Regions from separate parts of the Mus musculus genome. Here region 2 is linked to region 1. A link is a contact called in public HiChIP or PLAC-seq data. All regions are on one chromosome and are shown on one strand. Each heading gives the region's core, a stretch centred on a gene start, on an enhancer-like site or on the middle of the called end of the contact. The rest is flanking DNA. Distances are from core to core; before and after follow the strand shown.

The links. HiChIP or PLAC-seq counts read pairs in DNA pulled down with a chosen protein or histone mark.
Region 2: a contact with region 1 is called in an H3K27ac HiChIP or PLAC-seq map of trophoblast stem cells, with 11 read pairs. The contact joins two enhancer-like sites. A contact is called at or near these places in 8 of 39 promoter capture datasets (embryonic stem cells, liver, pre-B cells and 1 more), 21 of 484 Hi-C or Micro-C datasets (the AML12 cell line, the G1E-ER4 cell line, the N1E-115 cell line and 7 more), 14 of 115 datasets of contacts at active chromatin or transcription factors (DN3 thymocytes, embryonic stem cells, extraembryonic endoderm stem cells and 3 more) and 2 of 9 other capture datasets (embryonic stem cells and pancreatic islet).

What each region holds. Positions count from the first base shown.
Region 1 is chrX:12,153,622-12,160,010 of GRCm38.p6, forward strand. It overlaps a transcript of Bcor not described here. Among named protein-coding and RNA genes, the nearest start is that of Gm46687, 64 kb to the left of the region's middle. Within about 2 kb of position 2,645, at least 56 of the 459 cell types and tissues checked have an H3K27ac peak or open chromatin away from gene starts, as enhancers often do. A contact at or near this core is called in trophoblast stem cells, where this site is marked.
Region 2 is chrX:12,338,762-12,345,748 of GRCm38.p6, forward strand. It overlaps Gm14635 (predicted gene 14635), which reads right to left. Exons shown (of 4, transcript NR_045321.1): 2 at 4,502-4,577; 3 at 3,407-3,543; 4 at 1,018-2,100. Among named protein-coding and RNA genes, the nearest start is that of Gm14635, 13 kb to the right of the region's middle. Within about 2 kb of position 2,795, at least 21 of the 459 cell types and tissues checked have an H3K27ac peak or open chromatin away from gene starts, as enhancers often do. A contact at or near this core is called in trophoblast stem cells, where this site is marked.

The DNA of each region.
Region 1 (6,389 bases), core at 1,395-3,894:
GCCGAGGCTGCCAGGCACGGGGAAGCCTGAGGATCCAGCTTGGGCATCCAGGCGGGAAGGGCTTAGGGTTTAGGACAGTGAGCTGGAGGCTGGTTAGTCCTAGCCAGAGGCCGCGCGTAGCCAAGGAAGTGAGAGGGAGGCCCGTGGAGCTCAAGCAGAGACTCTCCACTACATCACCTCTAACCCCACCCCGCGCCAAATTAGAGAGGTTGGGTTAAAGCTCTGCCTAGGCCTTTATCCCTTTTGCACCTGGCCACCACCCCAGGCCAGTAGGATTGCTTGAATCCTTCAGGGAAGATTACAGAGCACCCCTCACCTCCCCATTCTGAGTAGTTCTAGGCCTCCAGGAAACACCAGCAGGCCTAAGTCTTTCTTTTCATATTCATTTTAAGCCAAGTCGTTGCCTAGCTTCCTGGTCTTCGCCCAGCAGACCTACATCACCTTGCTGTTCAAATCTGTCAAGTCCTACTTCCCGGTCCCAGATTGTGTGTGTGTATGTGTGTGTGTGTGTGTGTGTGTGTGTGTGTGTGTGGTGGGTGGGCTATCTACCAGCATCTGCTCTCCAGACCTACATTAGGGGGACAAGGCCAAGAAGCTACTTTGAATTTATATTCTTCCGGTTCTTGTCTTAAAATGTGGTTTAATCCATTTTAAAGGACTATTTTCGTTCTCATTAACCTCGAATTTTAATGGTGAATTTTTCTTAGAGCATTCCAAAGATTCGCCCATTCTTCAGAAACTTAATTCGAAGTGATGTAAAAGAAAGGGGTGGGGATTCCTGGTCTGAACGTGCTTTGGGCTTGACTGTATCTTCCATAGCCTTGCAGGGATGGGGGGGGGGTGGTCTTAGTTCTACTTCTTAATTAACAAAGCTCTGGTGCCTTCCATGTGTGGGAGAGACCCTGACCACAGCGAAATGGACGGGCCAAGCTGCCTTTGCAAAGCACTTTAATACTTCCAGCCTCTTCAATCTACTTAAGGAGGGCAGAGGTAGTGTTAACTCTCACAGAGGGGGAGGCTGCCTCTACTAGCCCCCAAGTTTCAAAGTGTTTGTGTTCATCATTGAAGTGTGGTCAGAAGCCAGGTGCAACCTGTCTGCTCCCGTTGAATACCCATGCTACCCTGAATCAGTGTCATTTGGTTAAAATGGTGCATCGTTTTTGTTTTGGTTTGGTTTGTTTTCTGGAAGCTGCCTACCCTACCCCCCCCCCCCCCCCGCTTCAGACGATTTCCCTTCATAGCCTAAAAAAAAAAAAAAACAGGAATTGTCTGTGTCAATTCCGACTCCCGGCCACGGAGGGCTATTTTAAAGTGTTTCTGCAGACAGACCCTCTGGCCCCGCCGGAAGTGTTTTATGGACCTGTGAGTCCAGTTAATCCCAGGAGGCGAGGAAGGATCAGCCCGGGGTGTGGGAATCCTGTGTTTAGGTTATCCTTATGGGACTTTGGGGGGGGGGGGACACTTAGTGACTTTGGCAATATAATGTGCCCTCTCTCCATGAAACTCGAGATTTGAACCAACGAGGAAGGAAACAGGACAGGCCCCCATCGAGGTGTGGCCTGGGGAGGAGGGGTACACTCTGGGACCACAGTGAACTTGGTAGGCAAAGTCGAGAGCACAGTTGTGTGAGCCAGTCCCCCACCCCAACCCCCGGCCCTGACTTTATCTTTCTAGCCTGTGGAAAGCGAGAGAGCCGCGACCCGGGAAGGAGCCTTAAAGAAACATTCAGGAGCGACTCGCGACTGGAAGATGGCAGCGGCTCCCCTGGGTTTCAAGGTTCCAAAAAAGGTGTTCTGCCTTGAGGAGTGAGGACTCCTGCTCCGCCCCCCCTCTGACAGTCTCTCCCAGGGTCCCCAAACCACTAAGCCCCCAAGTGCGCCTAGGCCGCTCAGCCTCTCCAGAACACGTAGGGATGTCACACTGTGGTCCACATAAGCTGTGCGGTGCAAACCTACTAGTCCTCTTGGGAGATAGGATTTACTCTCCCGTCCCCAAATTCAGACACAGGCTAAGGTCTCCTATTTTTACTCCTGTGTCTCTCGGAAGCACGGGTAGAATCGATCCTCTCTAGCAGCTGCCACTTCTCGGGGGACAAGGGAGTCCATAGGCCTGGCTGTGCGCCCCAGGCTTTAACAGCGTGTGCACTTATGCGGGCTGGGGGGGGGGGGGAGGGGCACAGCCTTCCCCACCTGGACTCTTCGAAGCAAACAATCGCCGCGAGCTTTCGAAGCACCAGAGCGAGCCAGGAAGAGGAAGGGAAAGTGGAGGCCTGGAGCGCGCTTGGAAAGCGTGTTTGTGCGCGCGCTCGGGGGAATAGGGAGCTGGTGGTAATCGGGCTGGATTGAGGGCAAACAACCGGATCCAGCCGTCCCAACTGGGCTCTCCAGCTCCAAGCAGGGGAGCTTAGCTCAGGGCTGGCGCCTCAAGTGGAGAGAAGACCGGAGCTTCTGGAGGCGCCACTGGGCATCTAGCCAGACCCACCGGAGGAGCCTAGGGGCGCGCCTGGAGACGGGGGACCTGCACGAACCAGTCACCACCGCGGGTGGCCGTTTACCTAAGCCTCACAGGACCACTGAAGATAGGCGATAAGGAGTTCCTGAGCAATCGGCTACCCCCAGGCCCTAGTCACCTCCGGCGGACGTGACTGCCGGATGCTATGCGGCTAGGTGGGCTAGGGGCCTTTGCACTGTCTCCCTTGGCCCTTTCTGTGCTGCAGAGTCACGAGTCACAGTAGATTCTGTTACCTAAGTCTGGAGTTTTCCTTGCGCCGGCGGGGGGGGGGGGGCAGCCAAAGATGTTGGGCATCTTAAGCCACAAAATTTTGGGAGGGTTGGGAGGGAGGTTTTTTCCCTTAGGGGGGGAAAACCCTTAAATCACACAGGCTACAGCGTGGGAGAGGCCACACGGCCCTCTTAGGGCTTTGGGCAAGCTGCTTAACAGTTCTGGACCCCAGGGGCGACACAATTAAGGCAAGGAAAGCAGTCTTAGTGTCCACCTCATAATAGAGTTGGTCAGAGGAGAATAGGCTTCCTGTGTGTAGACCACGCCAGTGCCACATATGCTTGCTAGGGTATTATTGTATTCCCTTCCTATGGGTAAAGGGGGGGGGGGCACTCTCCCCCGAAGTTAAAGTTACCCCAGGTCTCTCGGGAGGCATGTTTGGGCAAAGTGGAGAGTACGTTCACTGTTTTTGTCCACAAGATAGTTAAAGCAAAAATGGCCTCAAACTATCTCTTGACTCCTTAACCTTAAAGGCCTGACTTGGTGGTGTGAAAGAGTAGCTTCCCCCAGCCCTTACAGTCTCACGCTGGATCCCAGGTGGGCCTGGGCTTTAAGGCAATCCTCTGCTTCAGTTTCCCGAGTGCTAGAACTGTAAGGAAGAGCTAGCCAAGCCTGGGGACTGGGCTCTCTGCTGGCATTCATTTCGTTTGGATTACTGTCAAGTTCCAGGCAGGGATCAGACACCGCATCTTTACACTCTCCCCGCGGTCTTGAAGGACACAGCAGGGGTCTTTCAGAAATACTCTCCTAGCCCACCTTTGTTCAAGGTGATTTTTCAAGACGCGATTCCAAGCTACCTCGTTCTTGGTGAGGCTGGGTGAAAGGAAAGTCCTCTGCCATTAGTGGACTACATTTTACTGACACCCAAATATAAATAATGTTCATGTGAACAGGATTGGTCAGATTCCTATCTAGGAAAGGCTCTCCTTACTGTCTGGCACGGTAGGGAGATGTGTGCAGGCAGCAAAGAAGGGTCTGAAGGGTCCAATACAACTCATAACATGAGGCCGCTTTTTTTTTTTCTTTCTCAAAGACAAGACATTTCTCCTAAGTGGCTACCGGCGGTAGACTAATCACTTAAATGTGCTGGCGATGGGCTGTGGCTCTTAGTAGATCCTTATCTGAGCTGTGAATGCCAGGCTGCCAGCCCCGCGAAAGACAAAGAACACAGACGCTTCTACGGTTCGCTCCTTAGAGCCTGGGTCACCTCTGGAGCTTGCCCTGTACAGTCTCTATCTACCCCCGCCCCCTCCAAGCTGTGACTGATCTGCCTCTGAAACAAATTCCTCAGACTCAAAGCAGAATTCCAGTTCTCGAGCGCCACCCGGAGAGTTCACATCTCCCCTCCTCGGAGGCCGCGTGGTGCGCAAGTGAGAGTCCGAGGGCGGCGGCCTTGGCAGCAGCATAGTTCTGTGGCCTCCTCCTGCCCGCACCCGGCACGTACTCAGGAAAAGAAAGGCAAGAGAGAAACGTGGGTTGTAAGAGCTAAGTACAAACAACCTTGCAGGAGTGTGCAAGGAAGAGTAAGCAGCATCAAGTAGAAACTACAACTAAAATAGTCTCTTCGAGTTCTATTAATCAAAGATTTCTCGAAGGTGCAGCGTAACGGGGACTCTTTTACCTTAGGACACATTGTACCAAGATGATTGGGTTCAGGTCAGAACCTCCAGAAGACATGTCTCATGATAAGTAGACAGCAAGGTTCGCATCTACAGACTAACCTGTTTTCGTCTTATTTTTAACTGAATCAGTGTATTTGATTGTGGGGGAGGGAATGTCGCTTGAAATACACACGATGGATCCATATTTAACTGGGATAAGTTCCCGTAGCTGTCTAACCACATTTGTTTGGTCCCTGTGAGAATCCACGTTTTCTAGCCTCAAGAGGGGCAGGCGGCCCTCATGGCTCCTCCCCCGGCGGTTTCCTGGCGAGGCGCCCATCCTCCCCTAGCACCGGGAACAGAGACAGCCACATTAATACTCCCGGGCAGCCTGTTCTGACCTATACTGTCATTTTTTCCATCGGTCAGGATCAGGCTGGGGTGGGGGTAGCGCTCTTCCGAGGGGCTTTGCACGGATCGTTGGGTTTTCCCCGGCGAACTTAACACGGAGGCGAAGGGGGCAGATGGAAACCAGGCCTCGGCTGGCCGGGCGCGTAAGCGCCGCACTCGGCAGCTCGACGCAAAGCCAGGGCTGGATTTTCGAGGCCCGGGCCCGGCGGCTTTCCGAGGCCGGCGAGATCCTCTCTCTCCTGGCTGAGCTAACACGGTCTCCTAATTCCGCCCCCGGAGACAGCAGCTGTGCGGCGAGAGGGAAGGGTGGGGGGGAACCCACAACTTTCCCACCAGAAGAGTGAGTGGCGAACAGGAGTGATGAAGGCCCACCCCGATTCCGTGCACGTAGCGGCACGGCATCTAATCAGTGTCACTGCCAGAAATGCGCTTCCGTGCAGGGCGACACCCCCGCCCCTGCCAACCTGCAGGGGTGCGGGGGGGGGATGCAAATGGCGTCTCTTGTTGTCCCAGACATTGCTCAGCACCCGCTGTCGCAACCATAAACAGACGCTACAGTGGCCTGAGGTGTAGTGTCTGGAAGGAACACCAACACGCGGGGACCCGGGTGTCCCTCGCGCTCCAGGGTCATAGTTAAAGGAACTAATGCACCAGTCCTAGCTTCGAGACTATTCCCTCCTCCCTCACCTCCGGAAGAGCCACCCTTCCTCAACTGGGCTGTGTGGGGAGGAGTACAGGAAACTTTGCAAGACAACTGTTCTGTGCCTTCGTGAGAGGAACGGGGGTGGCTTTCTCGTCCCAGGCTAGCCCACACTACTACACTCTTTCCAAGCCTCAGATCTGAGCATCGTGGACTCCCCTAGAAAGAGGAGTATATTCCAGGGCACTGGAGGCTGAGAGCGACACCAAAGTTCCTAAGGGTTCTTGGCAGGTGACCAAGTTTGTGTCCCTAACCCTCCCACGCAAGAGTATTACGCGCCACTTTGTGCACGTGTACGGCCCAATCCACCCGGCCGCGAAGCCATCACAGGCTTCAGTGGTGCAGGTGGTTTCTCTCCAGTATCCCCCATCAACCCCCATAACACTCCCGAGGAGGCCCAAAGTGGCTAGCTCGCTCTCTCTCTCTCTCTCTCTCTCTCTCTCTCTCTCTCTCTCTCTCTCTCCCCCCCCCCCCCCCGGGGAAGGGTGTGAATTCGTGCGCGCCACTGACTCACATCTTGCTAAGCCACCTCTGTCGCCCTCGGACTGGGGTACCCTGCAGGATGCACCCTCCCCCAAGCGTAGTGGGGGCGCCCCTGGGACTCAGGCAAGGATGGCTGTTCCAGCCGTTCCGGGATTTGCCTCAGAGAAGAAAACAAGGCCGATGACTGCAAGAGCGGCGCCTCCCTGTTCGGGTCTCAGCCACTCCCGCAATCTCCGCGTGGATCAAGCTCTTGCTAGGAGGGAGCCCCGCTGGCGTCCCTCTGCCCCCCAACTGCCCCCCCCCGCCATCGTCCTCCTCTCGCCCGCGCCGCACCACGCGGAGCTCGGAGCGCCCTGACTCCCACACCACCCCCTGCATAACGCGCTCGCCTCCGGGGCTCGAGCTCCGGGTTC
Region 2 (6,987 bases), core at 1,545-4,044, 190 kb after region 1:
CACTGGGTGTGGCTTTAAGATCTTCATCCTAGTTGTCTGGAAGTCAGTATTCTGCTAACAGCCTTCAGATGAAGACAGAACTCTCAGCTCCTCCTGCACCATGCCTGCCTAGATGCTGCCATGCTCCTGCCTTGATGATAATGGACTGAACCTCTGAACCTGTAAGCCAGCCCCAATTAAATTAGACTTGCCTTGGTCATGGTGTCTGTTCACAGCAATAAAACCCTAACTAAGACAGAATACAACTCAATAGTATTATGCATATTCACAGTGTGGTATAGCTACCATCTCCCTCCATCTGCTTCCAAACATTTTTCCTTTTCTTTTTTTCTCTTCTTTTAAAATAGAAAGTAGCCCAGGCTAGCCTCAAACACATGATATGGTCAAGACTGGCACTGAACTTCTGATCCTCCTGTCTCCATTTCCTGAGTGCAAGGATCACAGGAATGCTCTACTACTCCCAGCTTTCCAAAATGTTTTCTTACTCTAAAAATAAACTGCGTAACTCTAAGCAGTAACCAAGCCCCACTCTGCCTTTTCCTCAGCACTGGGAATTCGCTAGGCTTGTTTTTGCCTCTGTGAATTTGCCTATTTAGACATTTCACATAAACAAAAATCATACAATATTTGTTCTTATTGGTCTGGTTTCTTTGACTCAGAATTTACTCATGTATTCATGTACGTATGTATGTGTCTGTCTGTCTGTCTGTCTATCTGCTTTAGCAGTTTTAGTCACAATATTCCAAATTTGGAATATCTCAAATGCCAATCAAGAAAAAAAAATAAATGAAGGGCTAGGTGATGGTTCGACAGGTAAAGGTGGTTGCCCCCACACCTGATGTCCTGAGTACCATCCCTGGGACTTACATGGTCAAAGGGAGATTCAAGTTCTATTTCTGGGACCTGCATAACAGAAAGAGAGAGCTGACCCCATAGTTTTATGACCTTCGTGTGCACGCCATTGCTCATTTCTGCACCCCCCACCGTGCACACACAAATTGACACCAAAAAGAAGTAAATGGTAAACAAGTGTAAATAATTTAAAAAGAGACATAGGAGCAGACACGGGCATGGTATACAACGTAATCTTACCACCAAAAAGGAGTGAATTATTGAAATGTACAGCAATGTCAAGTACACTAAAAATATTGCCAGCATGGAGATTTGAAGATCCATCCACGCTGTAACACATACCAGCAATTCATTCTTTTGTGAGCTTGGATATTATTTCACACTGTGGCTATAGCCTGCTTTGCTCTCTGTGGAAGAATGCTGACCGCTTCCATACTTCTGCTGTTTGTGAATAAAGCTGCTACCATGCTTTATTTTTTTATTTATTTATTTTTTTATTTTATTCTTTGAGTCCTAGCTCTGACTACCTTCGGGGATGTACGAAAGCAGAGAGTTTCTGGGCCATGGGAACATTACTGCTCTCATCATTTTGCTATATGTTTTATCTCTCACGACGAAAAGGAGACAAGCTCTTGGCTTCTGAGGCAGCTCAGTGGGTAAAGTGCTTGATGCAAATATTTATCTGTTTGTTCTGCTTCTCAGCTCCCGAAACAGTCTCCTGGTCCACTGAGTAGGTGTACACTCTGGAAAGCATGTCTTTCGAGGATCAAAGGCTGTGTTCTGGATGGGGGTGGTTAGAACTGCTCAACCCTCTCAGCTTTTCTTACCTCTTTGCTCTGCTCAGCAGTTAGGTTCCAATTGTACTTATATAGTGTCTCACGTAGCTCAGGCTGGCCTCAGACTTGCTATGTAGCTAAGGATGACCTTGAACTCCTCTTCCTAGTCTGCCTTCTATGAGCTGGGAATCATAGGTGTGTGCTGCCGCGCAGGCTATAATTTTTGAGATGGGAAAAAAATGAGAGGTTCATTTGCAGCAGAGTGCAGCAGAGCTGAGGGAATAATTGGCTATGCAGGGAAAGGAGAGGCCTGCGGGAGCCAGCTGTGCACGGATGGATGAGTGGGGACGGTGTTGGCTGGGACGTGACAGTTCATTCTCAGTGGAAAGTGGGAAGGCAGGCTGGAGGGTGTGGTGGCGGAGGCTGGGGATGGCTTCAGTTTGTTGAATGAGCTAGGAAGCAAGACCGTCATCTGCAAGGAAAGAAAGGGCGGAGGACAAGGAGATGTCAGAGTGTGGAGGAAGTGGGAAGTTGTCACCTAGGAGACTGTCACCAGGGCAATAACTAGCAAGATATAGGCTAATGGCTGAGTAGCATTTAGTTCAAATGAGTGCCATGACCGTTAAGTTAGAGTGGGCCCCAGCAGTGTGTAGGGAATGAGTGTAGGCTGGAGTAGGTGGTAACTAGGGCTGATGGATTCTCCCTAAAGCATACAGAGAGAGCTAAGGAACTGAAGATATCTGCCTAGGGATGATGGGAACAATTCCTTGTGGTGTTTAAGTTGTGTGTGTGTGTGTGGGGGGCAGTGTAAAGGACATCAAGAGGAGGCACTGTGCAAACACTGAGATGGGGGTGGCTTTCAGGGAAGCCAGAGATGGCAAAGCCTGCCAGAGTCTCCTATGATCTCTAGGGGCTGACCTGGGAAGATCAGGGGAGAAAGGGGGAGCTGAAAAGGGAGGCGGCAACTTTGTACCCGTAGATAAACCTAGAACCTTCCTGGCTGAATTCCTGGCTACGTTCCCTGTGTCCCAGAAAACCTTGAGCAGCAATTAAGAGAAAGCCCTGTTCCTTTGTTCTCCTCCAGCTGGGCTCAAGAGGAGGCCCTGGGCTAGCAATCAAGCTAACCACTCACACTCCAAGCCTTCTACCTCATTCCTTTCTCCATCAGATAGCGAGTGGAGTCATCAGAGTTAGAAGCCAGGGCAGCTGGGCCCTGTTATTTATGGAGATAAGAAGGATGGCTCATTCTCCATTTGAAAAAAAAAAAAAACCAAGACCTGCATGGTGATTGGAGAGATCTGAAGTCTGATTTACCAACACCAGACCCTAACCCTTGATCCCAATTCCTGCCCTGCATCACGTAGTCAGAGAAAAACCATCCCCAGCCCCTACCCCAGAGGCAAGCAAGTCAGCAGTGGCTCTTTGCTTCCTGTGATTAATAGGTTGCCCTGGCCTCCCAGGCCTCCTCTTATTTGCCCTGGCCTCCAGGCTTCCCCTTCTGGATTCCAAGCTTCCCCTGCCCCCACAGCCAGGTTGCGTATAGGACTCAGGAATTTCTTGTTAAGGAACTTACAGAGCTACACCCAGGAAAGCTCTGGGGGAGACAATGGATGAGCACCCCCTTTCTTCTTGCTTCTCCTCTTCTTTGCCAATCCTCTTTCTCCTCTCTCTCTCTTCCCCTCCTCCCCTCTTCCTCCCCCTCCTGCTCTCTCTCTTCTTCAGCTTTTGATTCATTTCACATACAGTGTTTTGCCACTGCCTCCTGAGGGGCTACGAACCTTCCAGGGAGACTTCTCAGAGGCTGGCTTCCTGGTTGGAGAGACTGAAATGTGCTAGCAATTGGGTAATCATAGTTGATTGAACTAGAACCCCCAAACAGACATATCATTCACATCAGGCTTCGGTGTTCCAGGCTCTGTTGGAAAGAGAGAAGAGGGCAATCCCTCAGGTGGTTGCCCTTCCAACTCACACATTCATTCCTTAGTTCATTCATTCATTTATTCATCCATTGAATCCTCATTGAGCAGCTACCAGGCTCTAGGTTCTGCTCTAGGCAGCAGGAGTGAAGCCAGGTGGGCTCTCTGTCATTTTGGGCTTGTGTTCCCTGGTTTCCTAGTCTTCTTGGTAAACCCCCTTGAGGTCGGCAGTTATGGTTTCCTTGAGCAGGTATCCCCAGATTTATAAGGGAGCATTCAAGTAATGCCACCCTGAGTTGAAAATAGCTCAAGTTAAAAGTTTGTGCAGGGGCCGGAGGGATTATTCAATGGTTAAGAGGGCGACTCCTCTTCCAGAGGATCTAGGTTCAATACCCAGCCTCCACATGGCAGCTCATAACTATCTGTAGCTCCAATTCCAGGGGATCCAGCACCTTCAAAGATAGGTGGAGGCAAAACACCAATGCACATAAAATAAAGCTTTTGTAAAAGTTTAGTTGTTTGACTAACATGATCAAAGTCCTAAGTTTGAGTCCCAGCATTGTATAAGTGAGACATGGGGACATATGCTTGTAATCTCAAGAGTTGGGAGGTGGAGGCTGGAGGATCAGAAGTTTGAGGCCAGCTCCTGCTCTAGTTGGTTTTCTGTTGCTGTGATAGATATCGTGATCAAAAGCAACCTGTGGAGAAAGGGGTTCATTTAATTGTCCAGTCAATAGTCTATAATGAAGGGCAGTCAGTAAAGGAACCTGGAAGTATGGACCAAAGCTGAACTCATGGAGAAATACTGCCTTCTGGCTCACTCCCCACAGTTTCCTCAGCTTGCTTCATATATAACCCAGGATCACATGACCACGTGTCCAGGTGGCATCTCCAATAGTGGACCGGGCTCTCCCACATCAATCATCAGTTAAGAAAATGCCCCCACAGACTGCTTACCATCCTGATGGAGGCCTTTTGTCAGTTGTGATGTTCTCTTTCGAGTTGACTCTAGCTTGTGCCTCGTTGACAAAATCTAAGTAGTACAGTTACACAGTTAGTTTTAGAGTTCAAGGCCAGCCTGTGATACACCAGGTCTTGTCTCATAACAACAAAAATAACAATAACAGGGGCTGGAGAGATGGCTCAGAGGTTAAGAGAACTGGCTGCTCTTCCAGAGGTCCTGAGTTCAATTCCCAGTAACCACAAGGTGGCTCACAACCATCTGTAATGGGATCTGACACCCTCTTCTGGTGTGTCTGAAGACAGCAACAGTGTTCTCACAAATAAATAAATATTAAAAATAACAATAACAAGCCGGGTGTGGTGGCACACACCTTTAATCCCAGCACTCAGGAGGCAGAGGCAGGCGGATTTCTGAGTTTGAGGCCAGCCTGGTCTACAAAGTGAGCTCCAGGACAGCCAGGGCTACACAGAGAAACCCTGTCTCAAAAAACAAACAAACAAACAAAATAACAATAACAAGCCATCTTACCTACTGCCAATTGTAGCTTAGCCCACTGTATCCCTTTTTTTAAAATTAGATGTTTTCTTTATTTACATTGCAACTGTTATCTCCTTTCCTGGTTCCACCCCCCCCCAAAGCCCCCTATCCCCTCCCCAGTACCCCTGTTCACTAACCCACCCACTCCTGCTTCCTGGTCCTGGCATTCTCCTACACTGGGGCATAGAACCTCCCACAAGGCCATCCTCTGCTACATATACAGCTGGAGCCACGATTCCCACCATGTGTATTCTTTGGTTGGTGGGTTTGTCCCTGGGAGCTCTGGGGGTACTGGTTAGTTCATATTGTTGTTCTTCCTATGGGGCTGCAAGCCCCTTCAACTCTTTGTGTCAGCCCACTGTATCCTAACACTTACATTAACCTAGAGCTGGGCAAAATCCCTGTACAAAAAAACCTGTCCTATAATAAATCATGAATGATCTCATAGACTTTTGTCATGGATCAGTCTGGCCTCCTCGAACACAGAAATCTACCTGCTTCTACCTCCCAAGTGCTGGGATTAAAGGCATGCGCCACCACTGCCCAGCTCTTTCTTTCTTTAAAGATTGATTTATTTATTTTATGTATGTGAGTACACTATTGCTGTCTTCGGGCAGACCAGAAGAGGACATCAGATCTCATTACAGATGGTTGTGAGCCACCATGTGGGTGCTGGGAATTGAACTCAGGACCTCTGGAAGAGCAGTCAGTGCTCTTAACCTCTGAGCCATCTCTCCAGCCCCCTCATGGACTTTTTAAAGGCAGAAAATCCAAATTCAACTATTGAAGCTCACTGTAGCCATATAGCCCTATATCCTAGTGCTCCGGTGGCAGGAGATTGTCAAGAGTTTGAGGCCAGCCTAGCCTCAAACTCTTATAATGACACCTTGTCCTACGCCTCCCAAAAAACAAAAAACAAACAACCCCCCAAAAAACTAAGCCCCCTAATTAGACATCTGAAGTATTATTTCTACAGAGTGGATATAGCTTGTAATTATTATTACTTTTTTAAAATTATGCACAAAGACGGTCTGTGTTTCAATTCCCAGCATCAGGAATGTTCTATGGATAATAGCGGAATGGCCGGAGGAGTGAATGGCTGAATCATCGGGGGCTCTGGCATGAATACTTTAACTGTCACATGATAGGTCTTATCACTTTGTCACAACCTGGTATTAAAGGCAGGTGGCCCTGGGAGGGACCGAGCTCACCTGTGTGCCGTGACAGGGCAGTTCTTTTGAAGGTGGAAGAAGGAATGCGGATGTTTCAGGAAAAGGCATGGAGGCGGCTCTTTAGGGAACAGCAGCAGGCCCTGAGCAGCTGGGAAACACGCCCCAGAGGACAAGAAGGAGGATGCAGGACCTTCTGGTGCTTTCCCCTGCCTGATTGTGCTGATATGGCTGAGAGGAAGGCTCTGGCAGAAGAAAGAGCCCCAGGTTGTTCTTAAAACAAACTCATTCCTAAACTGAACTGCACCTGGCAGAGAATTAGGGCCCCAGAGCTAGCTCCGCCTTCCACACTCATTATAGCTAGGCTACCTCAGGCAAATCACTTATCTCTGCCCTGTGCCTCACTTTCTGCATTTCTTAACCCAGGTCCGGATGATGACCTCAGAGGCCTGTCATGAGGATCATCTAGGTTAGGTGGAGTTAAAGGGACTACATTTAAAAAGAAAAAGAAAAAGGTGACCCCTATTGAAGGTCACTAGGCCAAGCTTGTGTTCAGAGCTATCGCAGTAGATACAGGGACCTCGGCAGCGGGGTACAGGGGTGTCTTACGGTGGGGAGATAAATCAGGTTCAAGCCTGAATGATCTACAGGCAAGAAACGAGGATGGAAAAGAACTAAGAGGTGGCTTCAGGCATAAGCGGGGATCTGGGTACACTGTTAAGAGGATCCTTGCTAATGATGGGTCAGAGCTATCAGACAGCCTTGGAGAAATG